Linked DNA regions of Mus musculus: all the other regions are linked to region 4. The links are chromatin contacts, called in public ChIA-PET, HiChIP or PLAC-seq and promoter capture Hi-C maps. All regions are on one chromosome and are shown on one strand. Each heading gives the region's core, a stretch centred on a gene start, on an enhancer-like site or on the middle of the called end of the contact. The rest is flanking DNA. Distances are from core to core; before and after follow the strand shown.

Region 1 (3,087 bases), core at 253-2,752, 850 kb before region 4:
GATTTGGGGGGTGGGGTGGGAAGAGGGCCAGTATGAGAAGGGTTGAGCCTGAGAGAGTAAATGGCCACCCCAACACTCCAGAGAGAGAGAGACCCCCAAAAGCTCTTAGCCCGTAGTAGGTCAATGGCCATAAGCAGAAGCCCACAGTATGGCTGGCTATGGATGAGGGACCGTGAGAAATGTCACTAGGTGGGGGATACCTGTTGGTCGAGCGAGGAACACAAAGCGGATCCAGGAGGCGCCCCTCTCCTCCACGGACAGCAGTGTCACTGGCTCACAGAGCAGCCCTGCCTCCTCCTTCACCTCCCGCTGCATGGCCTCCACGATGGTTTCTCCTGGTTCCATTCTTCCTGCAGGGAGGTACCATGTCCCCCGGCATTCCCTCTTGGCCTCCTGTATCATCAACACCTCATCCTGGGAGGGAGGGAAGTGAGACAATCTTCACTCCTACCCAGCCAGTCTGGGGGCTTCAGAAGAGTAGCCCCTACCTGGATGGCAGCCCAAAGCTCCCTTCTTGGTAGACAGACACCTTTAGGATGCTGGATCCTCAGGAGTCAGGCCCTGATATGGCTGAAAGCAGTGGCTGTCTCCGCTTTGCTGTAACTCAAACCCAGAGGGACTTCTGTTGTAGAAAGGGGCTGAGGACCTTGGGCGTTGCTCTAGGAGGCTTCCTCCTGAAGGTTGCCACCACTCCTATACTGACTCATTTATGCCACTGTCTTGCTCTTGTTCCCATGGGACTTACAAACCGCCTGTGTCAAGTCCTCAATCTAGGGTCTGAGGCTTTGAAACTTAGCTCCACCCCTATACCAACCTACCCCTTCTTGGCCAGGATTTTATAACGCTGACTTGTGCAGAAGTGATCACTAAAAAGAACTCTCACAGGATCGGAGGCCTGCATGTAAGCTCCCCATTACTCTCCCGAGGCGCCGGGAGAGTCTAGACTCCTGGAAAGGAAGGGGGCATATTACAGGCCTCTCCTGGTGGGGGGCGAGGTCTAGTGGATGAGATAAACCGCCCCGGGACCTCGGCTTCTCCTTCCATATTATAGAGTCTACAGAAGGACGATCTCAGCTCAGCTGCTAGTGTTGAGAGTGCTTTGCAACATTGGGAAGCGCCACATACAGGCAGCGGCCGTTGGCTCGCCTGTTCAGATCAGGGCAGGCGGCACGCTCCCGAGACCAGCCGAAGGCCAGCGGCCGGTCGGACGCTCACCTGCTCGTTGAGGAACACGGCCAGCACCACGTAGCAGACATTCTTCCGCAGCCGCACGGGAAACAGCGGCTTCCCAGCCGGCTCCGAGTCACAGCTCTGCACCAGCAACCCCTTTCCCCCCAGCACGGTGGCAAGCGCCCCTGCCAGGCCCTCCGTGGCCATCAAGTCTCCGGGGAGGTGGCAAGCCGGGACCTGCCAGACCCCCGGAGGCAAGCGGCCGGGACCTGAGCTGCGGTGGGCCGCGGCGCCCTCGCCCCCTCCCCTGACTTGAGGGCCAAGACTAACACGGAACCTCCGGGAGAGACCTGGTCGCTGATAGGCTGCGCGTCACTGCGGCCTGCCCGGATTGGCCAGCTCGCAGCGGTTATCGGGAGGGCGGGGCGCCGGGATCCTCCCTCTGCCCCCTCCTCTCCTGGGTTTCAGCCTCACTTCACACTCTCCCTAGCGATTAGCTAATTCACCCAGCACGCACTTGTCCGCGCGGGTTCCGACGGTGATGTCATCCTGCCTGTAGGGTGATGAACACCACTGTGACCAGGGTCGATGGCGTCACTCGTCCGATGACATTACGGAAGCCCAGACTCCGCCGTTCGCTCCCACTGTCCAGCTTTTATCATAAACGAACCACAGAAGTGCTCACGACGAATAGGCCCCAAATAACTTTCTGACTTCGTTAAAATGCTCTGAATGTGGTATGGCTCAGGCACATAACGTTGCGTTAGAAATTCTGATCTGTCTAGGTCGATGGACACAGGGCATTTTAAGAGTCCGAGGCTAAAGGATTGGTTTGGGGGTGGGGTGGGGGATGGGGAACGTGATTGACAAGCCTCAGAGGAGGGATGGGACAGGTGGTCAAGGTGGGACAAGGCTGGGGATGAGAAGAAGCTAAGGGGGGGGGGGATGAATGAAAGGGAGATTGAAGTCAGCACTGTAGCCTGCATCCGATCCTGTGCCCAATGCTTTTCCCAGGCTTCTGAAACAGACTCCATCTTTAGAGGGCAGGGGTGGTGCCCTCCTACCCAGCGTCCAGGGCCTGGTCATGAGGAACAGGGTGTGGGTTGTTTTGGCCAGCTCCTGCTTCTCTCCCAGCCTGACCTTTCTTCCTCTGAGCTTCTTTAACCTCCACTCAGGACAGGAAGGCAGGGCCAGCTGAGAGGAATCCACAAAGCAGGCCAAGTCTGGGCTCCTCACCCCATCCCAGACTTCCCTTTCCTCCCCCACTGCTGGCTCTGTGTACCTCCTTTGGGGGACAGTGGCTTGATGGTACTGACAAAGCTCTGGAGTTTAAAAGCCAGACATCCAGCCTCTGCTGACTGACGTGCTCTGTGCCCTGGGTGGCCTCAATGTCCTCATCTGTACAGTAGGTCTGTAACAGCCCTCCTTTTCCATACTTGTTGAGAAGCCAAGAGAGCTTGGGAGAAGCCATGCACTATCTGAACACCGTCACCAGGCAGCCCACCTGTTCTCCAGGTAGGGTCTCAAAGCCATAGTCCATAGAGCACACCTGCACATACAAGAACACACACACCGTGAAACTGGGGAGTATAGCTCAGCGGTAGAGTATTTACCTAGCATACACAAGGCCCTGAGTTCAATTCCCAGCACCACAAAACCACATCTGTGCTCTGTAGACTTGACTGGCAGGCGATCTCAGCCCTCCGGGACTGGTCTCAGCCTTTCTTCTCCCCGATGCTGATGCAAACTCCCTGAAGAGGAAATCTACGTGAGGTTGGATGGGCACTGTTAGTGGCCCACAGTATTTTCAGGCACTTGGACACTTCTGACTTGAGGCCACTGAAGACCTCCTATTTCTAAATTAACTGTAGTCATCGGCAGAGGGTCAAGATCAGGCCCCAGGGTGCAGAGCCACTT
Region 2 (3,048 bases), core at 503-3,002, 870 kb before region 4:
CTTTTGTTTTGGTTTTATTTACTAAACACCTCACCATTTAGAGTCAGGAGCTGAGGGCTTAGAATGCAGCACAGAGCGCTTGCTTAGCATGCATGAGCCCTGGGCTCTCTTGTTAGCAGTGGACACACCAGGCATATGCCAGATCCCAACACTAAGGAAAGGAAGATTGGGAGTCCAAGGTCAACCTCAGCTACACAGTAAGTTTGAGTCTATCCTGGTCCATATGAGACCCTGTCTTGAAAAAAGAAAACAAGAGTTGACTTTACAGTCATGAAATCAATGAACAACAAAAATATCTGATAATTAAAAAAAAAACAATGTGTCAACTCTGTTTCCTTTTCCTTTTTCATTTTCAAGACATGGTTTCTGTGTCCTAGAATTTGCTCTGTAGACCAGGCTGGCCTTGAACTAGTAGAGATCTGCCTGCTTCTACTCCCTGAGTGCTGGGATCAAAGGCATGTGACATCAAGTGCAATTTACATGTTTTTTTGTTTTTTTGTTTTTTGTTTTTGTTTTTTCGAGACAGGGTTTCTCTGTATAGCCCTGGCTGTCCTGGAACTCACTTTGTAGACCAGGCTGGCCTTGAACTCAGAAATCCGCCTGCCTCTGCCTCCCGGGTGCTGGGATTAAAGGCGTGTGCCACCATGCCCGGCCCAACTCTTGTTTTTAATGTCTCACTATGTTTCTAAGACTGGCCTGGAATTTATAGTGCAGCCCAGGTATGGTAACACAAGCCTATAATCTCCAGCCTTGGAACAAAAATAATGGTGAGTTTTAGGATATCCTGGATATTTAAGATAGATGTAAGTAATTTAATCATTTATAATTTATGTAAATACCTATATACATTTACATAATTTTTATATAATTTATGTATTATTTATCCATCTATCTATTTACTTATCTGATACTGAGGATTGAACCAAGAGCCTCATGCAGCCCTTGTTTTTTATTGTTTGCTTTGGTTTTTGTTTTAAACAGTTCGTGTCTTCAACCTCTCTCTCTCTCTCTCTCTCTCAGTGGTGTGTGTGTGTATGTGTGTGTGGTGTCAGTGTGTTGTAATTGTGTGAGTGGTATGTGTGTGTGTATGTATGCATGTATCTTTGTGTTCGGAGTGTGTGTGTCAGTGTGTGTGTGTGTGTATGTGTTTGGTACGGGATCTCACTACCTCCTTGAATTGTTGATACTACTGAGTGCTGGGATTGATTGCAGGTGTACCCCAATTGCTTTCTTTCCCTCCAGAGCGGGGGACATGAGACAGATTTTGCTGGGACTCTTCGGATCAATTCCTAATCAAACAGCAAACCTTAGAGGACATCTTTTCCAATAACGACCTTTTTTTTTTTTTTTATAAAAGTACTGAACAACAGGGTGAAATTAATATTAGCCATAACCTATTCCAATATTCCTAATCCATTACATTTAAACATGTCGTCAATTCTTCCCACTATGTCTTTGCCTTCTGGAGTGTCCTTGACACAGCTTGTCAGGGCCAGGTCATTTTAAACACTCCAGAGCCGTGTGTGTCCAGGGCTACTGTGTTGGTAGGATTGTGAGGGTGCACGAGGAATTAGAAGTCTCTGGGTGTTACTCAAAGGAATCTTAGGTCATCAGCTCCCAGGGTGCTCCCCACCGCCCTCCATCAGGACCTGCCCAGCCCTGGGCTTAGAGCGCCCCCGAGCCCTCCGGCAGGGGCGGGGTTTCAGAGCCGGGTCCCGCCTCCCGCCCGTTGGGCCGCCTCCTCCGCCACCGCTGCGCCGCCACCGGGAGCCGGGCCGCGAGCCGGGCCGGGCCGCCATCATGCTGAGCCGGCTCGGGGCACTGCTGCAGGAGGCCGTGGGGGCGGTGAGGCCGGGCCCTGGTCGGACCGGAGGGGCGGGCGCGGGCAGGGGGGCGGGCGGGTGAGGTGCGGGCCCCTTGGGCAGGGCCCCTCCCCTGGCCCCGACGCCGCTTCCGGGCTTCGTCTTCGGGTACAGTCCCGCGTCGCGGCCGCCAGGAGCGCCTAGCTCCGGGGTTCTCTCCAGACCGACCGGCTCCCTCGATCTTGCGCCTCGCTCTTCTGATCCTAAGCCCGACTCTCGTGATCCTGAGCCATGCTCCCTTGATCCTGAGTCCCGATCCCTCGATCCGGCCTCCGCACTGCTTCCTGTTGTGCTTCCTGTGTCCCACTCCCTGACCTGCGACTCGGTCCCCCGAGCCTGCGCTCCGCTCGGCTTCTTTAACGTTCCCTGTGCCTCGAGAGCTTCCGCTAGCTTTGTAACTCTTCTCTCCCCAAAGGTTCCCTTGTCACCAGCCCTTTCTCCCAGATCTGCCCCCACGCCTCCTCCTCCGCCCGGCAGCCTTCCTTTCTCGTTCCTGACGTTCCTCCATTCCTCCTCACCTGGGATTGACAACAGCCTTCCCCTTCCTCTCTTAGCTGCCAGACAACTACTGGGAGCAGGGGTTCCCGCACTGAGTTCCCTCTTAGCATGGGAGTTGCAGCCCTGAGTGACATAAGTCCCAGGAAGAAGGTGATAGAGACCTTTGCAGGGGTGGGTGGTCGCGAGAACCCGGAAGTAGCCCTCTGCAGGCTTATCTCAAGCCACTGAGCCAGCTGACCTTGAGTTAGGGACTTCAGCCTGCCGGAGGGGCTTTGAATGGAAGAGTTGTTTCCATGCAAAGCTAGCTTGCTTGCGCTCTCTCTTTTACCTTCTCTCTCTCCTCTCTCTCCTCTCTCTCTCTCTCTCTCTCTCTCTCTCTCTCAGTTTGTGTTTAGGCCCCTTTTTTCTGGAAGTGCATGTCCCTGGTCACTTCATTCAGCAGCCTTGCAAGAAGCTATTTGAAAAGTTAATTATTTTTTTCTCATTGTATAAGAACACTGTCTAATTGATGGGTTTAGTCTATCAAATTGTGTCCTGAGAAACAATCTTAGGTCTGACGCCCCCCCCCCCCCCCCAGTCAGAACCTTCATTGTTTTTGGTGTTTGGTGTTTGTTTGTTTGAGACAGGTTGTCTCTATGTAGCCCTGTATTCTTTAACTCCCTCTGTAGACCAGGCTGGCCTCGAACTC
Region 3 (3,061 bases), core at 453-2,952, 560 kb before region 4:
TTTCTGTACACAAATCTATATTAGGGGAGACTTAGTCTTGACCCTATAGTCTCTTAATTATCCCACAGTACTTCCTGCACTGCCTGGCAAGGTGGTAAATACCAATAATCCCATCATTTGGGAGGTGTCGGCAGGAGGATCAGTAGCTCACCGTCACTCTTGGCTATGAGTTCCAGGTTAGCTTGAATGGCATAAGACCTGTTTCTAAAGACAAAACAAACAAAATCCCCAAGCCAAGCCAAGCCAACCCTTTCTACAATGATGAAAATGTCTTATCACAGCCAATAATGCAGCCAGCACTTGAAGTTTGGCTAAGACACAAGAGGAAACTGAACTACTAAAATTTAATTTACAATGCCACATATGGTTACTTATTGGCCATTGTAGTAACTATGAAGACTGGTTGGCCTATAAATTGTACGTTTCCTTGGATTTAAGTTTCAATATTTCATTATCATTGCTAAAATAAAAAAAAAAAGCAAAGTACTTTTTGCCTGGCCAAGTCCTGTCCTCAGTGAGAAAGAGGCTTCTAATTAAGGAGCAATAATGACCAATTTTTAACCTAAAAATAAGCCAGATTGTGAAACTTGACTATGGGATTGCAAGTCCCCATCACTGCAAAAATAAAACAAAATAAAAAACATATGAGGAGGGGATGAGGAAAATGGCTCAGTGAAACACAAGCATGGGGTTCTGTTTGAGTCCCTGCATTCAAATAGAACCTGGGTACAACCTCAGCGTTTGTAACTTCAGTGCTATGGGGGAAAGGGGACAGGCAGAGGGACAGGTGAGAGAATTTGCTGGCCTTCCAGTCTAGCAGGCATGTCAGCTTCAAGTTTAATGGGACCCTGTCTATTAAATTTAAGGTAGGAGCACTAGAGGATGGCCTCGACCTCTGGCCTCCATATGTGCTCGTATGGGCCAGCTCACCAGCACACACAAATACAAACACTTCATGCATGCACACACACCTACTCCACACCACACATACATGACACGCGCACACACACTCACACACGGTAGGGAGGCAGGTGCGGTGTCACTGTGTGTCACTATTCCACAGTGGAATAGATGCGTCCAAGTAGGCAGGTGACAATATAAGGGGAAATCGGTTAGAAGTCAATTCCCTTTCTCAAGGAAGCCTGGGCTAGCGTCCCAGAAGACAGTGAGTGACTGCTGTCTCATGTATATAGAAAGGGAGACACCGCTTCTCAGAAACGGGGTTCTCCCAGGAGCTGAACTGGAGTAGGATGGCCACGGAGGTACTTAGGCTGCTAGATACAAGCTGTATGCAACAAACATGAAGTTGACAGGGGTTTCAAAGTTTGGGGGTTGGTGAATGGGAGAGGGTAACCTGAGAAACAGGGTAGAATGGTTAATTTCTTATGGAGACAAAGTGGGTGGAGGACCCCAGTGATAACGGAGAGAGCGTTCATGAGATAGGGGCTCTCTCTGATGAGAGGGACACAGACTCAGTGGCAGCCACCAAGAATCAGGACACCTGCCTGGTCCCAAGGTCGCAGCTGCTTCCGAGGTCCCAGCGGCTGGTTTGAGAAGCTACAGGTCAGGGTTGGGCGTCCAGAGCATCTGCCCCACGCGAGGCGGACGGCGGTCAGCAGTGAATCCGGAGCTGAGACCCGAGATCCGCGCGTGCGCAGAGCGCGGCTGCGGCCCTCGAGGCCGCCGGGAAGTTGTGAGCGCGGAGGCGCGCACGCGGGGCCCCAGCCGCGCGCAGCCGCGGTCTCCCTAGTTGTGTCCCTCAGCCGCGGTCGCCGTAGCTCTCGACGCGGTCGTCCCCGCCGAGCCGCGGGCGCCGCCGCAGGGAGGGAGCGGCGCTGCGGCCGCCGCCGTCCGAGGACGCCCCGTATTCCGGGGCCCGGCACGGTGGCTGCCCGCTCGCCGAGCGCAGCCCGCCTAGGAGGAAGGCGGCGGCTTGCGTCCAGCGGGCCGCCGGAGCCGGGAGGAGACCATGTCCGTGAGGCGCCCTCAGTTCTCCACGACCGAGCGCGTCATCAAAGGTGCCGAGCGCGCCGCGGGGAACGGCCCTCGCCGGGCGACGGCTCGGGGACTCGAGGAGCGGGGATGGAGGCAGCGGCGGGAGGCGCTGCAGGGCGCGGGGAGGACCGGGCTGCTGTCCGCCGGCGTCCCCGGTGACTGCTGGACGGGTACCTAGCGGGAGGTGGATAGAGCGACCGCGCCCGCCATCCACTCCCGAAGCATCCAGGCGGTTTCTCCTGATTCCCCACTTTTTGGTCTTTCATCTGGGGACACCGTCTGGGTTGTGTGAGCAGGGAGTTCTCTTGACTCACCCAAGTCATGCCTTTCCTTAGGCTCAGCTCTTTTTTGACAGCTCCTTACCAAACCCTTTAAAAAATTATTTTTGAGGGGTGTGGTGGGTATACTGTGCACGTTTGGCTCACTTTCTCTACATATCCCAAGTCATTGCTTTTATTAAAAGAAACAAGATGATAGTGACACAGTCTTCTTAAAAGGGCTTACAAGTTTTGGCTATAAGGACTTGGTGAATAATAATCTCCCAGATGTCTCTCATTATATCTGATATTCAGTTATTCTAAGGAAACACGAAAGTGTTTCTAAATCTTCTGAGTTTATGATATAGTTTCTGCCCTTTACCCAAAAGGACCTGTCTAACATAACCACTGATTCACATGCTTCTATTGTCCGACTTCTAAGACCCCTCCATAATAATAGTTGGTTTGAAAGCACTGTTTTCTAAGAAGGTGCTATGCTTAGACCAGTTATTTCTGAGTGAGGTGGTTTTCACCATAGTGGGAAAAAACTAAAAATTATTTCCCCGTTTCATTTTGATATTAGGAGACAGGAAACTAAGATTAGTAATGATAATTTTTTTTTTAAATAAGGGGGAGCCTATTGAGTGCTCAGAGAGAGAAGGATAGTATTGGTGTCATAAATGTTAGTTATCTGCCTTGGCAGACAGTACTTTTGAGACTTATTTCCTCAGAATTTGGAATCATTAGGGATTGAAGTCAATTGTTCATAGAATGGACTTAGTCCTTTAACAGCTAGAGTGCCATGACGG
Region 4 (2,971 bases), core at 350-2,849:
CATAGATAGCAATTAGTACACACATCATATAACTAAACACTCCATTTCCTCCTTCAAAATGCTTATTAAAATTCAATGAAACTCAATGCTCATGAAAATTCACCTTAACACTGTTTCAACTACTCTGAAGCCCGAAACTCATCACATTTCCCTCAAACTGGAAATACCAGTTTATAAAGGCGACTATTTAACAGAAATTACTTTTTCCTAAGTCGAAACAAACTTTCGCTTTAATTTTTAACGTTTACACCAACAGTTCCTTTCACCTTTTAGATTGTTTGTTTGCTTGCTTGATAAGTCTTTTAAAAATCAGCATATTTCCAGGCTGGATCTGTAGTTACCGTCGTCTGCAGGGCAGAGCTCAACTAAAACTACAATTCTACAATTCCAGGGGATCCAACACCCTCTTCTGGTCTCTGTGGGCATTGGACGTACGCGGTGCAGTTGCACACAAGTAAGCAAAACATAAATACACGGTATTTATGGGAACTATTACTAACCTGCATCGTCCTGCTTCTGTAACCTGAAGGTTTTCTGCTCCTCGATCAAGCAGAGAAGCCATGGTGCTATACCTCATTTTTGTTAAAAGTTCATATCCTGTCATGCTTGCCAACAGCGACCACGTTAATGGAAGTATGGAACCAGTAGTTTTCCCCTTTATAAACCTGTCTTTAACGGTCGGGGCAGTCTCTCTAGACTTGTAGTGAGTGCGTGCCCTCGGCCGGGTCTGTGCAAATTTCAAATTAAAAAACAGCTCGTCCTAGTCTCTTTTTGAACGGTCCGGCTATAACTACCACCACCACAATTTATTCTCAACACTGAACAAATTTTGTAAGACTCTTCAAGACGGAAAAGTAACTAGAGGGTAAGGTTTAAGTACCTCTCAGTCCATAAAGTATTTTCTGCAGTAGCGCTGTCATTGCAAGACACTTGCATCGCTGTCTGCCCTCTCCTTCGAGGAAGCAGAAAGGTCAGAGACAAATGCTAAACTGGCAGCCAAGGCAGCCGGAGCTTCAGATGAGAGTTGGAACGATTTTTTTTTTTAAAGGACCTGGCAGAATATGAATTTTCAGGAGAAAAAGGACATCCCAGAGCTAAAGAGCGGGAAGAAAGTGATTAAGAAGACTATCTCTAGCCCTAAAAATGGGTCCAGTGTCACGGAGCTTTGGGACCATTTTTGTTAATCGGCTGATATTCTAGTGAAAGAAAGGTATCTTGGGCGTTTGTTTAACTTAAAAGTCTCTGGGCTAAGGAGAGCTACACCAGATCCAAGGTTGTGTATCCACCTGCAGCTCCCATAGCCTCAGCCTGGCTAACCTTAAGCCCGAACCACCCGGGAGGTGCAATAGGTAGCCCCTCTAGTACGCCTCGCCAAACTCTATGGTTGTGGCGCACGCGCAAAAGCCTTCCCGTCGCACAAAGGCCACGGAGAGAAGGTCCGGCGCCTGCGTTCTGCCTCTCTCGGGCGAGAACGCCCTCCTCCCTCCCTCCCGGCCAAATGAATGCCGCGCCACGCCTGCGCCCTGAAGACTTGCGGGACTTTTATCGCACAGGCGGCGGTGGTGACGTGATGGCTGAGGAGGAGGGCGTGAAGGAACGACGGAAGCCGAGAGGGACCTGGGGCGGAAGGGGACCCGGGCCAGGCTTGTGTTCGGTTCCTTGGCGGGGCTGGGGTTCCGATGTGGTCCCCGGAGCGGGAGGCCCAGGCCCCGACCGGGGGAGACCCGGCGGGCCTCCTGCCGCCCGAGTGGGAGGAGGATGAGGAGCGCATGTCTTTTCTGTTCTCCGCCTTTAAGAGGAGTCGCGAGGTGAACAGCACCGACTGGGACAGCAAGATGGGCTTCTGGGCTCCGTTGGTGCTGAGCCACAGCCGCCGCCAAGGGGTGGTGCGCCTGCGACTGCGGGACTTGCAGGAGGCCTTCCAGCGCAAGGGCAGTGTCCCGCTGGGGCTGGCTACGGTGCTGCAGGACCTGCTGCGGTGAGGACCGAGGCCGAGAGGGCCAGGCGGGGGGCGGCTCCCCAGGGCTGACATCAGACCTGCCCCTTGACAGCCCAGACTCCGCGTCCAGGGTTTGTTCAGTGGGTGGAGGAGGAGGAGGGGGACGAGGAGGCTGCTCCACGGATGGATGTCTGGACTCAGAGAGAAAGAGGGGCTGGGATGGTTGGAGTGACTGGGGATAGGCAGAATGGTCCAGAAGAGACCCATCTTTGCAGAGGTGTCAGCGGGACACTTGAACTGGGATCCTGTTATGCAGTTATTTCCACAGGACCTCCAGACTTGAATTACTTTTACAGCAGATCTCTGCGGTGGGTACTTTGAACTAAGAGAGAACAGAGCTAAGGAGAGAGTACTCATGGGATTCTAGACATCTTGACAAGAGAACTCTGGTACAGGTCGTACAAGTAGCCTTTCCTGGTATGTCCGGGACGGAGATTATTTAGACCAGAGAGGAGAGTTTAACTGTGTAGCTGGGGGCCTCTGAAAGAGCTTTATGTGATAAATGTGTGTGATAGATACAGTGTTCAGGTTGTGCTTGAAGAGGTGGCATATCTGATAGATGACTGGTACTTCATGGTTTCAGATACTGTCAAACTCCACTCTCTGGCTTTTTTAATAGTCCAGGGCAAGATAATGCAGTTATCTTTATTAAAAATAAACAGTCTCAGAGAGATTAACCTATTCCAGGTTACACAGCTAGAGTAACCCCAGGGCTGGATCCTTCCTTTGAATTCGAAATCATTTGTATTTCACACTGTACATGTTATGCCCAGCCCAGCTCAGCCCAGCACCGTGTCTCTTTCTATGAACAAAGAGAAAGCCAAGGGTCTGCGTTTGTTTTAGGATAATGCTTTCTCATTAAATGGTCGCCCTTCTTGACTTCTGTTCCCAGTACCTTTCATTGCCCGACCTTGACCTAAGAAACCGTCCTGAAATTCTCCTCTGAGAAACTGTCCTTTGAAAAATGTTTTA
Region 5 (3,036 bases), core at 179-2,678, 810 kb before region 4:
ACTTGAGATCTGTTCCACCATCGATCGAGCCCCTGGAGTCTGACAGGCCAGGCCCTCCAGCATCACCAAGTCCTACCACCTCCCTGACCATTCCTCAATGTTGTCGTCTACCCCACTCTTTGCACTCACATATTCTCGAATGTTCTTGCTCTTCACGGCCTTGTAGGAAGCATACGCAGGATACAGCATGCCAAATATGAGCCTGGAACAGCAGTCACAGGAAGTGTGAGGGGACCATGCCCCACCCTCTCCCTGCCAGGTGGCTGCTCCCCCTGACCTGGGTGCGAGATGGCAGTGCCTGCCCTGTTTTTCCCGCTTGGCTTGCACAACCCTGGGTGCCTGAGTCAGTGCCCCGGAGGCTGCCTCCCCACCCGGCTGTTTACAAACATACCAAGCCTGCCTAGGCCTGCGCTGGTGGCCCATGGGTACAGGACAGACTGAGAACACACAAGGTGGGTGAGAACACTAGGCTGTCCGCTCCCACTACACGTAATCAGGCCCAGGACCACCAGCATGCAGTGAGGGACATTTGAGCCAGGTATTGGGATATCCAAAAGTGAGGTGCAGGCTGCAGAAGCTGAAGCTAGGGTGGTGGGTCATGTGGCTGCTCAGATGGGAAGGAGGCACCTAGATTCTCCGCCCACAGCAGTACCTAATCACCTTCTCACAGGACTGTAGGTGGTAAAAGCCCTGAGCCCTAGCAGCACCTGTCTGCAGGAAGGGTCTCTGTCAGACCAGAAGGCTGCAGGGTGGAAACAAGGTATGCAGTGACCAGGTCCCACTTCAGACCCCCAGGACCGTTAAGTGTGTGCTGGGAAACGGGGTCATGAAGTCTTTAAATTTTCCCTTCTTTACAAACGTCCCCAGTTTCCACCCAAAGGCAGGTTGGCATCCTGGGACAAAAGGGAGGGGGGAGGTGTCTCACAGTGACCATACTCACACTACCAGGCGACAGATCATCCAGGACACCATCCTGACAGCCTAGGGGGATGACCCCAAGAGACAAGCGGAGGGACGCTCACTCAGGAGCTGGGACAAGGGGGTGAGTGGTGCTGCAGTACACCTCTCCCTCGGTGTAGGCGGAGATCACCACCCCTGACTTCGACCCCGCAGTGCGGGGAGCCAGGAGAACCCGGAACCAGGGGACCGAGGGCCTAGCAGAGGAAGCCGCCTTGTGATCGAGGCGGGAGGGCGCGTCCCTCCGCCTCGCCGAATCCTGGCGGCTCAGTCCCACAATTCCTGCCGCGGAGAACCGTTCGTCCCCCGTCGAGGGCGGCGCTGCTGGTCTCGGGTCCGGGTGGCAGGCCGGACCTCAGCTCTCACCTGCCGCCCGGGTGGCAGAGCGCCCGACCACCTGCACCGGTCTCGGGGCGGAGTTTGTAACTCACTTAAAAGTTGCACGGAACCAGATCCTGCCCAACCCCAGCGCTCAAGCTCCAGGCGCAGGCGCAATGGAGCCCTCAGAGGGGCGGGACGAGGTCAGGGAGACAAAAGGACCGTCTCTTAAAGCGGCGATGCTCGGCGCACTTCGGAGGTGGGGCCGCCGGTCGAATAGTCTTCTGAAAGGTTGGCAGGTGGACAGATAGGGAGGAAAAAAACAAAACAAAAAACAAAACAAAACAAAACAAAACAAAAAAACCCCGAACTGCTAGCTAGGTGTGGGTGGCGCACAGGAGTCTCTGAGGTGGAGACAGGAGAATTATCAGTGAGGCTGGATTACAGGTGTATCATCAATACACTGTTGCAAACAAACAAAAGGAAAGGAGAGGAAATAAAAGACAACTCGAGAGTGTTCCTCGGATGCCTTTTTATCATTTCTCCATCTCTGTAAAATGGGATAGAGAATGAAATGAGTGGTTGGCCCACAGGAAGCACGTTCTGATCTGATCTTACCTTCGCAGAAGTCCAGCTGACTGACCATGCTAGAAAGGAGGGAAGAGTGGGATTGGAGAATCACCCTTCTGACAGCTTCAGGACTCCACTTGTTTCTAAAGCATCTTTCCACGATCCATATACCTGGGCATTCTGACCCCAGTGTCTTAGAGACTGAGTGATGATCCGGGTTCACCCCGGATCTTCTTTCCTAGAATTTTGAAAACCCACCTGTTTCTGAGACAGGAATAGAGATATCCCAGAAAATTCTAAAATCAACACTTGCTGTTTTGTGCTTCTTGTTGTTGTTGTGCGAAATGATGGAATTGTTGAAGCGTCTTCTTATTAGATTGGCCACACTGGCTATCTATAACATTTGACAAACTTAGATATATCATTACTGTCATCGTCATCATCGTTAGTACCTTAGTTTCTTCATCATCATCATCATCGTAGGGTTTTTGTTTTTGGTTTTTTTTGAGACATTGTTTCTCTTTGTACCCCTGGCTGTCCTGGAACTCTATCTGTAGATCAGGCTGGCCTTGAATTCAGAGATCTACCTGCCTATGCCTTTCAAGTGCGCGCACATACACACACACCCCAAAAACCAAACAGAACCATGGAGTCTGATTTGTGATGGCCAACTACTCCTGAGCATGGGACCTACCCTGGAGTATAGTTAATATACCCAGTGCAGCTCCATTGGAGAAGACTAACTTTCCCTTTTCCAGCAGATATCAGTTTCGAATAGCTTCATGGCTAGGGATGAGAGAGACTTTGTGCCCACTTCCCCTCCTCTGTGCTGGTCTTTGTGTCTGGCTTGAGCTTATGCAGGGCGAGTGTACGCTGCCACAGTCTCTGAATTCATGTGTGCATCTGCCCATTTGGTCTGGAAAAGATTGTTTCTGTGGAGGCATCCACCACCCCTGCTTTTTACAGTCTGTCTGTCCCTACTTTTGCAGAGATCCCGGAGCCTCGAAGGGAGGGCTGGGAGACATCCCGTTGAGGTCTGACTGCTCCGAAGTGGCTCAGTCTCTTTATGTTGTCCAACTGTGGGTCTCTGTCAGCGATTACTGCAAAGAGAAGCATTTCCGATTTACCCACGGCCTTAATCTTTGCAAAGATCTTTAAAAAAAAATTTAAGAAATGTCCTCAGGGGGCTGG
Region 6 (3,276 bases), core at 288-2,787, 610 kb before region 4:
AAGGAAGAAACTCAGGACATGTCAGCTATAGAGATTCACAGGCAGCTGCGGAAAGAGTGTGGGGAGGGTCTTCAGGAAAAGAGAACAAAACCAGCCAGAGTGTCTGGGACAAGTCTGCTTAGAGTTTTGGCTGGTATCCACAGAGGAGATAGAAATGGGAAAAGGGAGGCATACACATACTCAGACATGTATGTATGCATGTATGTATGCGTGTATGTATGCATGCATGCATGTATGTATGTGTGTATGCATGTATGTATATATGTATGTGTGTATATCCTTTTAAATTAGAACTTAGGAGAAAAATGGAAGGCTTAGCAGTGAAGACACTAAGTAACTGCTACATTTATCTTTGAAGTTTTTCTTTTTACATTGATCAACTGCTTGTATGCGCTCACACGCACACCCGTGCAGAGGTCAGAGCATAATTGGCTAGAACCAGTTCTTGCCTTCTCTTGTGGGTTCTGAGGATGCAGCTCAGGTGGTCAGGCTTGAGGCCAGTGCTCTTACCTGCTGAGCCATCTCCCCAGTCCACGTCTCTCTTCTGAGATGGGATCTCTGTTTAAAACCCAGGCTGGATTCAGTCTTACCCATCTTCCTGCCTCAGTGTCCCCTCAGTGCTGGCTTTGTAGGCAGGTGACACTGCCTGGCTTGGCATATGTCCTAAGCAATAGTCTTATTAACTTCATAGCTTCAGTAGTATTGTAACTCATAGAACATACTGTAACCTGATGTTAAAAGGCCAGAGGGGCCGCCTGCGTGAAAGCTAATCAACACCAGCCATAGTCAGAAACCACTATCCTGAGTGTCCTCTGCCCTCACTACTCTAGTAGTCATGTGCGTGATGTTGTCAGTAGGACGGGCTAATGGAGGTTCATCCAGAGTAGGGGGGAGCTCAGAGACCTGCTCAGCTTGGGGCCACCACCACCTGTGACCAGAACTTGCCATTCATACTTTTAGGAAATGGAAGTGTGTGGCAGGCACGTTAGTGCAACACTATAGGTTTGTGATCACCCATTTTGTGATTTCCCATTCCTCTTGGCCAGTCTAGCTTGCTAAGAGCCCTACAAAGCTAAAGTCGAAGTGCCAACCAAAGTTCTTTTCTGGGAGGGTGGCTTGCAAGGTTGGAAAGAAGTCGGCTCCTTGTTGATGTAGGATGGATTTTCCCTTCCTCTGGTTGCTAGCCAGGGACCACATTCAGTTCCTAGAAAACCCTCTCTCCCTATTTCCTAATATCTCTTGTTTTTGTTTCTGGGACAGGGTCTCATGTATCATAGGCAGGCCTTAAACCTTGAACTTCAGATTCTTCTTCCTTCACCACCATTGTTGGAATCACAGGCAGGTGCCACCACACAGATTGTGTTTAGGATGGAAGCCAGGGCTTTGTTTATCTTAGGCAAGCACTCTACCAGTGTAGGCACAAGGCCAGCTCCCTCTCTCCCTTTTAACTTTTGAAGCAGGGTCTCCTGTAACCCGAGCTGGCCTTGCACTCACTGTGAGGCTGTGGATGCCCTTGAACTCTTGATTCTCTTACCTCCACCTGCTACGTGCTGGCCAGGGCCTCCACCAGTCTCAGTTCCTATCTGTCAGCCACCAGCTGCAGCCTCCCTGCAGGTATGACGCAGGAGTGCCATCTCAATTACAGGTGCTGCCCACAAAGAAGGCAAGGGTCACAGGAGTCATCTTAGAACTATAAACCTGACTAAAGTGATCCCGCCTTGATGCCAACACCAAAGTATTTACCTAGAGCTCGCTTTCCTGACAGGTTGCCGGAGGTTGGTGGTTTCCAACCACCACGGTGTTCTCTGTAGTTCCTGGAGTCAGAAGGCTGAGATCAAGTGTGGGTGGGGCTCTGCTCCAACAGCTCTTCCTGTTAAAGAATCCTTCCTGATGTCTTCAGCTTCAGGTCTAGGTAGGGGTTTGGGGGTGGGAGGAGTAGTCACAGTAGGTGGGGAAGGGACCTTTGGTACTTCCTGGCTTGTGGCTACATAACACTAGCCTCTGTTTTGGTCCTTCTACCACCTTCCTTAATTCTGTGTGTGTGTATGTCCCCATCTCCTCCCCTTTTTCTGATAATGACGAGAGCCATTGGATTTAGGGCCCATCCAGATTCCAGGATGCTTTTACTCTTTTTTTTTTTTTTTTTTTTTTTTTTTTCCATTTTTTATTAGGTATTTCGCTCATTTACATCTGCAATGCTATACCAAAAGTCCCCCATAGCCACCCACCCCCTGATGCTTTTACTCTTAACATCCTTGCCTGACTTCATCAGCAGAGGCCCCACTTCTTACTCAGATCACATTCCTGAGGTTTCCCATGGAGGTGATTTGTGGGTACCATTCAGCTTATGCAGGGAGACAACCTTTGTAGAATCTGGCTCATGAACCTATGAACAAGAGGAGGGAGGAGAAAAATACTGCTCTTCAGCCCTGTGACAGAAAGCAGGCCTGGATGCTCTGGTTCAGAGCCCAACCCTAGGCTTCCTGCTACCCACCTGCCCGTTTGATGTTGCAGATCTGAGAGCCGCCCCCCCCCCCCGCCCCCATCTGACATCCCTGATCAGACGTCCCAGGTGCAGGGTGTCCCTGTAGGAAGTGCAGGGTTGGGGCTGAGGGACCACTAGAGTGTTGCAGCTCTGAGCTGTATCTCTAGACCTTCTTTATTTCTCTTGTCTATGTTACTCTGTCTCTAGACAACTAACATTTATTGAGTGGCATAGCAAGTACTATGTTTCTATTCTGTATCTCACCTTTTTGGCTACTCCGAGGGAGGGGCCATTCCAGCCTTTGCTTCTCGCTGTAAGGTAACCAAGTCCCATCGGCTTGTGTCTTGACTTAGATCCTCGAAGTTGATAATGTGGGATCCAGGGTCAGGCTGAGGTCTGTGTGACTGGGAGCACTCTTAGCTCTTATGTTTATTTAGCAATAGTTTATATGTGTATGTACGATGGGGAGTGCATTTGCCATGGCACATGTGTGGAAATCAGAGAACATTTTTCTTTTTCTGGAGGGTGATCTCTCCATTTACCCATGTAAGTGAGTTTCAGGGGTTAGACTCAGATCACCTGGCTTGTGTCCCAGGCACTTTTACCCACTGGGCCATCTTGCTGGCCCAGAGTCTTTTCTAACTCCTCACCTTTGGATGCATGTCGTTACGCGGGTTCATAGTAGCAGTCCTTTCTGCTGCACACTTAGATTGCTTTTCTTTGGTAGGTTGTGATTTGTTGTCTGTCTGGGGGTGGTACCATGGGATCGAATCTAAGGCCTTAGTAAGCAA
Region 7 (3,014 bases), core at 460-2,959, 560 kb after region 4:
AAGAGCCCCCACACAGGTAAATCCAAAAGCAAAACCGATAATAGAAACTTTAACTGTGGGATCTCCAAAATTATGAAATTTATCTCAAACAGATCATTCAAGTGGAATACTGAAAATAAACTCAGTTTATTAATGAGAGCCCTGGGTTCGATAGAACATAGCTTCCGTAGGACAGAGGGGACTGAATAAGGAGTGTCATCTGGCTTCCTTGAATTTCATTTTTACACAACAAAAATTGATTCTTTACTTTCTCTCACAACAATGGACACATTAAAGGTTAAATCACAAAACCCAAACCCAGTAGACAAACAGATAAAAAGGTGTTAGCACCCTATGCCCTCTTAGAACAATTAGAGAGCCCTGAGCCCTGCTTTGAGGAAAGGGCAGATTCAGATGGGAAGGCAGGTCCCTTGTCTTTTTGGTGAAGTTTATCAGATGACCCATTTCCCTGACCAAAAGCCCTCAGCCAGGCTGGGGTGGGACCTGGGTGGCTGTCACAGTGGTAGAGGACAGGTCGCCATGAGTTTCCAGTTAAAGGACCTCTGGGTGGGCTGGGGCTGGAGCAGTTGGGAGAGAAACAACCTTTTCTAGCAAAGCTAAAAGCAACTCTAAGTTAACAGACCCATGCCCAGGGAACTGAATATTTAGTGTCCACTACAAAAAAACCATACATTTCTTTTTGAACGGAAGAAAATTTAATGTTCTCTTTTGGGGGGCCAGTGATAAACAGCCTCACGTCAGAGGATAACCCCGAAGATTACCTATTACTAGGCTAGACTGTGGCCTTGATTATCTGTGGTCTGGCTTGGTAGGGTAGGCTGGTTGTGCCAAACTATTTCCTTCCCCACCTCAGTCTGGTGGGAATACTCAGAAGGGCCCGGAGGCTGGGTGAGAAGACAGTCCATTTCTTTCTTTCCAGTAGCAGGCCTTCCCTGCCTATAAACACCACCTGGATTATTATAGAAGTAGCCAGATTACAAATTCCTTGTTTGCCCCTTCTCTTTCCACAAGCTAAGGATGGGTCCCTGGACTGCTTGCCCATGCATTTTTGGACCAAGATCCACGATTCTGAGGGGGTCATCTCCAACTAAGGTTCCCTATTCTTAAGCACCCCCAGGTTCACTCGGAAAGCAACACACACACACACACACACACACACACACACACACACACACACACACGCGCGCGCGCGCGCGCATGTCCAGATAAATCAACATGCTCCAGGATGGTTCATCCAGGAAGGTTCAGGTTAGTCAGGTAAGGGCAGTGGTGATGAGGTAGGGGGAGGGGAGCTCTCATAACCTGGCTCCATCCCCTCTTTGTGGTTATTAGAGGGGCGACTGTGGGAAGAAACATCCCAAAATTCAAGGACTAGAAACAGAGAGGTTGCCCTTTGAACTCCTAAAATGAGGGGCGGTAGGATGGGACCCCAAAATATGCACTTTCTCCCTCATTGACGACCCACTCCCTCAATAACACCTGTAGGAAAGAGCGCTTACTTACGTGGCTCCCCCACAGGATTCGAGCCCATCTCCAGGACTGTCTCCCAGGTGCACCGAAAAGGGACTGCTTGTGCCCTGTCGCTGCTCTCAAACCATCCGGATTCCTGGTTCATTCTTAGGTACCGAGGCTTTACTGGGTTCCTATGCAACTCCCATTGTGACAGGGTCTTGGAATCCTTCTGTTGGCACTCCAGCCTGAGAATGTCAGCTACCGAGAAAGGGGTGGAGGCCACAGGACTCGACAGCATCTCGTAGCCGAGGGGCGGAGCTGGCAAGTTCTGGACCACAGCCAGGTGTCGCACCCCCAACTTCCTCTTCTGTAGTGGCAGTCCTAATCGATTCTGGGATGCACACTAGGTCCTGGACCGCGCCTTCCCTTGACTGGGGCACCAGGACCGGGTGATAAGATCGCTGTCCTCCATTGGTTCCCACAGAAACCACGTGCTAACCCTGAGCCTTCTTACCCAAAAACTGGTAATTTGGGCCGTTCTGTTGGTCCTCAGTCCCTCCACATCCTTTTGGGAGGTTTGGTTCCTACTGAGATTTCTCAACAGTGTACAACAGAGAGCTCCCGAGGGGTCCGGTCTGAGGGGAGCCTGCTAGAACCTGCTACCTGGATTACCTGGATGGCACTTGTGGGGCTATTTTAGGGCAAGCAACCCATCTGTTTTTCCCAGTTAACCCCTTCGAGGAAAAGGAAAATCTGAGGATAGAAAGCTGGGGAGTCCCCAAGATATGACAAGCCCGTGGTTCTCAACTGGTGTAAAGCTGGGTTTCTTCTCGGGATACTAATGACCAATACAGCCTGAGGAGCAATTCTTTTTGAGTCCAGCAGCGCCAGGGTCTTGTCACTTGACAGGGAAGGCAAATTGAGTTGGGGGAGCTCTGGTCATCTTTAAGTATTTCTGGATTGGTTGGGAAACAAGGTAAGCTCTTGCCCCAGAAGAGTAGAGATAAGTTCATTTCATCTCTTCCCCGGGATTCTTCCCCTTTCTCTTGCCTTAAAGCCTGTACAAGCGTGTGTAAGTGGGGAATTTTACCCAGTCTTAAATCTTCAGAACTGGGACACAGCTTGGGCATAGTATAAGGTGTCTCCATGGTGTGCGAATGGTTAGGAACACGGAGAGTGTGAGCAGATATGATCGTGCAGAGACAAAGGACGAACATCTCGTTTTCAGGAGGGTAGAAGTGTCCACTGGAGGGATAATAAGTAAAACAACGTGTAAACAAGAATTCTCCGCTGCTGGAGCTCATGCGAAGGAGATCAACAAACCGGGTTTTGGTGTTACATTCCCAAAACAGGATGGGAAGATTTTTTTTTTTTAAGATCGCTTAAAAGAGAAAAAACTCACTATGAGATTTAAGGGATTTTCAGATAAAATGTTTTTTAAATCTTCTCACGAAAATTTACAGTTACACAAGAGACCTAGATGTTATTTCCTGAACTCTCCATGAAAGGAACTCACCCACCCCTTTCCAGTCAGAAAACACAAAAACTTAAGAAATTTATTT

What was found. Promoter capture Hi-C pulls out the DNA fragments that hold promoters and counts their contacts. ChIA-PET counts read pairs in DNA pulled down with a chosen protein or histone mark. HiChIP or PLAC-seq counts read pairs in DNA pulled down with a chosen protein or histone mark. Capture Hi-C pulls out chosen DNA fragments and counts their contacts.
Region 1: a promoter capture Hi-C map of liver shows a contact between it and region 4, with 2.4 times the contacts expected there. The contact joins the promoter of Nudt18 here to the promoter of Chmp7 in region 4. A contact is called at or near these places in 2 of 39 promoter capture datasets (liver and pre-B cells) and 1 of 9 other capture datasets (liver).
Region 2: a contact with region 4 is called in an H3K4me3 HiChIP or PLAC-seq map of bone marrow-derived macrophages, with 5 times the contacts expected there. The contact joins the promoter of Fam160b2 here to the promoter of Chmp7 in region 4. A contact is called at or near these places in 5 of 39 promoter capture datasets (the HPC-7 cell line, cranial neural crest, liver and 2 more), 1 of 115 datasets of contacts at active chromatin or transcription factors (bone marrow-derived macrophages) and 1 of 9 other capture datasets (adipose tissue).
Region 3: a promoter capture Hi-C map of pre-B cells shows a contact between it and region 4, with 5 times the contacts expected there. The contact joins the promoter of Ppp3cc here to the promoter of Chmp7 in region 4. A contact is called at or near these places in 7 of 39 promoter capture datasets (the HPC-7 cell line, cranial neural crest, frontonasal cranial neural crest and 4 more), 2 of 484 Hi-C or Micro-C datasets (CD4 T cells and cortical neurons), 2 of 115 datasets of contacts at active chromatin or transcription factors (bone marrow-derived macrophages and memory CD8 T cells) and 1 of 9 other capture datasets (adipose tissue).
Region 5: a contact with region 4 is called in an H3K4me3 HiChIP or PLAC-seq map of bone marrow-derived macrophages, with 3 times the contacts expected there. The contact joins the promoter of Reep4 here to the promoter of Chmp7 in region 4. A contact is called at or near these places in 1 of 39 promoter capture datasets (pre-B cells), 1 of 484 Hi-C or Micro-C datasets (B cells), 2 of 115 datasets of contacts at active chromatin or transcription factors (bone marrow-derived macrophages and pancreatic cancer cells) and 1 of 9 other capture datasets (liver).
Region 6: an RNA polymerase II ChIA-PET map of memory CD8 T cells shows a contact between it and region 4, with 6 read pairs. The contact joins the enhancer-like site here to the promoter of Chmp7 in region 4. A contact is called at or near these places in 8 of 39 promoter capture datasets (the C10 cell line, cranial neural crest, frontonasal cranial neural crest and 5 more), 1 of 484 Hi-C or Micro-C datasets (B cells) and 2 of 115 datasets of contacts at active chromatin or transcription factors (large pre-B cells and memory CD8 T cells).
Region 7: an H3K4me3 HiChIP or PLAC-seq map of embryonic stem cells shows a contact between it and region 4, with 4 times the contacts expected there. The contact joins the promoter of 1700092C10Rik here to the promoter of Chmp7 in region 4. A contact is called at or near these places in 4 of 39 promoter capture datasets (the 3T3-L1 cell line, cranial neural crest and stem cell-derived epiblast-like cells) and 1 of 115 datasets of contacts at active chromatin or transcription factors (embryonic stem cells).

What each region holds. Positions count from the first base shown.
Region 1 is chr14:70,576,239-70,579,325 of GRCm38.p6, reverse strand. It overlaps Nudt18 (nudix (nucleoside diphosphate linked moiety X)-type motif 18), which reads right to left and starts at 1,502. Exons shown (of 3, transcript NM_153136.5): 1 at 1,216-1,502; 2 at 201-414. The coding sequence starts at 1,377.
Region 2 is chr14:70,598,539-70,601,586 of GRCm38.p6, reverse strand. It overlaps Fam160b2 (family with sequence similarity 160, member B2), which reads left to right and starts at 1,752. Exons shown (of 17, transcript NM_194345.1): 1 at 1,752-1,845. The coding sequence starts at 1,801.
Region 3 is chr14:70,288,138-70,291,198 of GRCm38.p6, reverse strand. Ppp3cc (protein phosphatase 3, catalytic subunit, gamma isoform) reads left to right here and starts at 1,702. Exons shown (of 14, transcript NM_008915.3): 1 at 1,702-2,018. The coding sequence starts at 1,970.
Region 4 is chr14:69,731,198-69,734,168 of GRCm38.p6, reverse strand. Chmp7 (charged multivesicular body protein 7) reads left to right here and starts at 1,599. Exons shown (of 10, transcript NM_134078.4): 1 at 1,599-1,978. The coding sequence starts at 1,680. It overlaps 4930480K23Rik (RIKEN cDNA 4930480K23 gene), which reads right to left and starts at 1,335. Exons shown (of 3, transcript NR_130157.1): 1 at 501-1,335.
Region 5 is chr14:70,543,643-70,546,678 of GRCm38.p6, reverse strand. Reep4 (receptor accessory protein 4) reads right to left here and starts at 1,428. Exons shown (of 8, transcript NM_180588.2): 1 at 941-1,428; 2 at 130-202. The coding sequence starts at 972.
Region 6 is chr14:70,339,797-70,343,072 of GRCm38.p6, reverse strand. The region is part of intron 1 of Slc39a14 (solute carrier family 39 (zinc transporter), member 14); the gene reads left to right. Among named protein-coding and RNA genes, the nearest start is that of Slc39a14, 10 kb to the left of the region's middle. Within about 2 kb of position 1,537, at least 69 of the 459 cell types and tissues checked have an H3K27ac peak or open chromatin away from gene starts, as enhancers often do. A contact at or near this core is called in liver and memory CD8 T cells, where this site is marked.
Region 7 is chr14:69,170,538-69,173,551 of GRCm38.p6, reverse strand. It overlaps 1700092C10Rik (RIKEN cDNA 1700092C10 gene), which reads left to right and starts at 1,709. Exons shown (of 3, transcript NR_045931.1): 1 at 1,709-1,976. Nkx2-6 (NK2 homeobox 6) reads right to left here and starts at 1,750. Exons shown (of 2, transcript NM_010920.2): 1 at 1,504-1,750. The coding sequence starts at 1,750.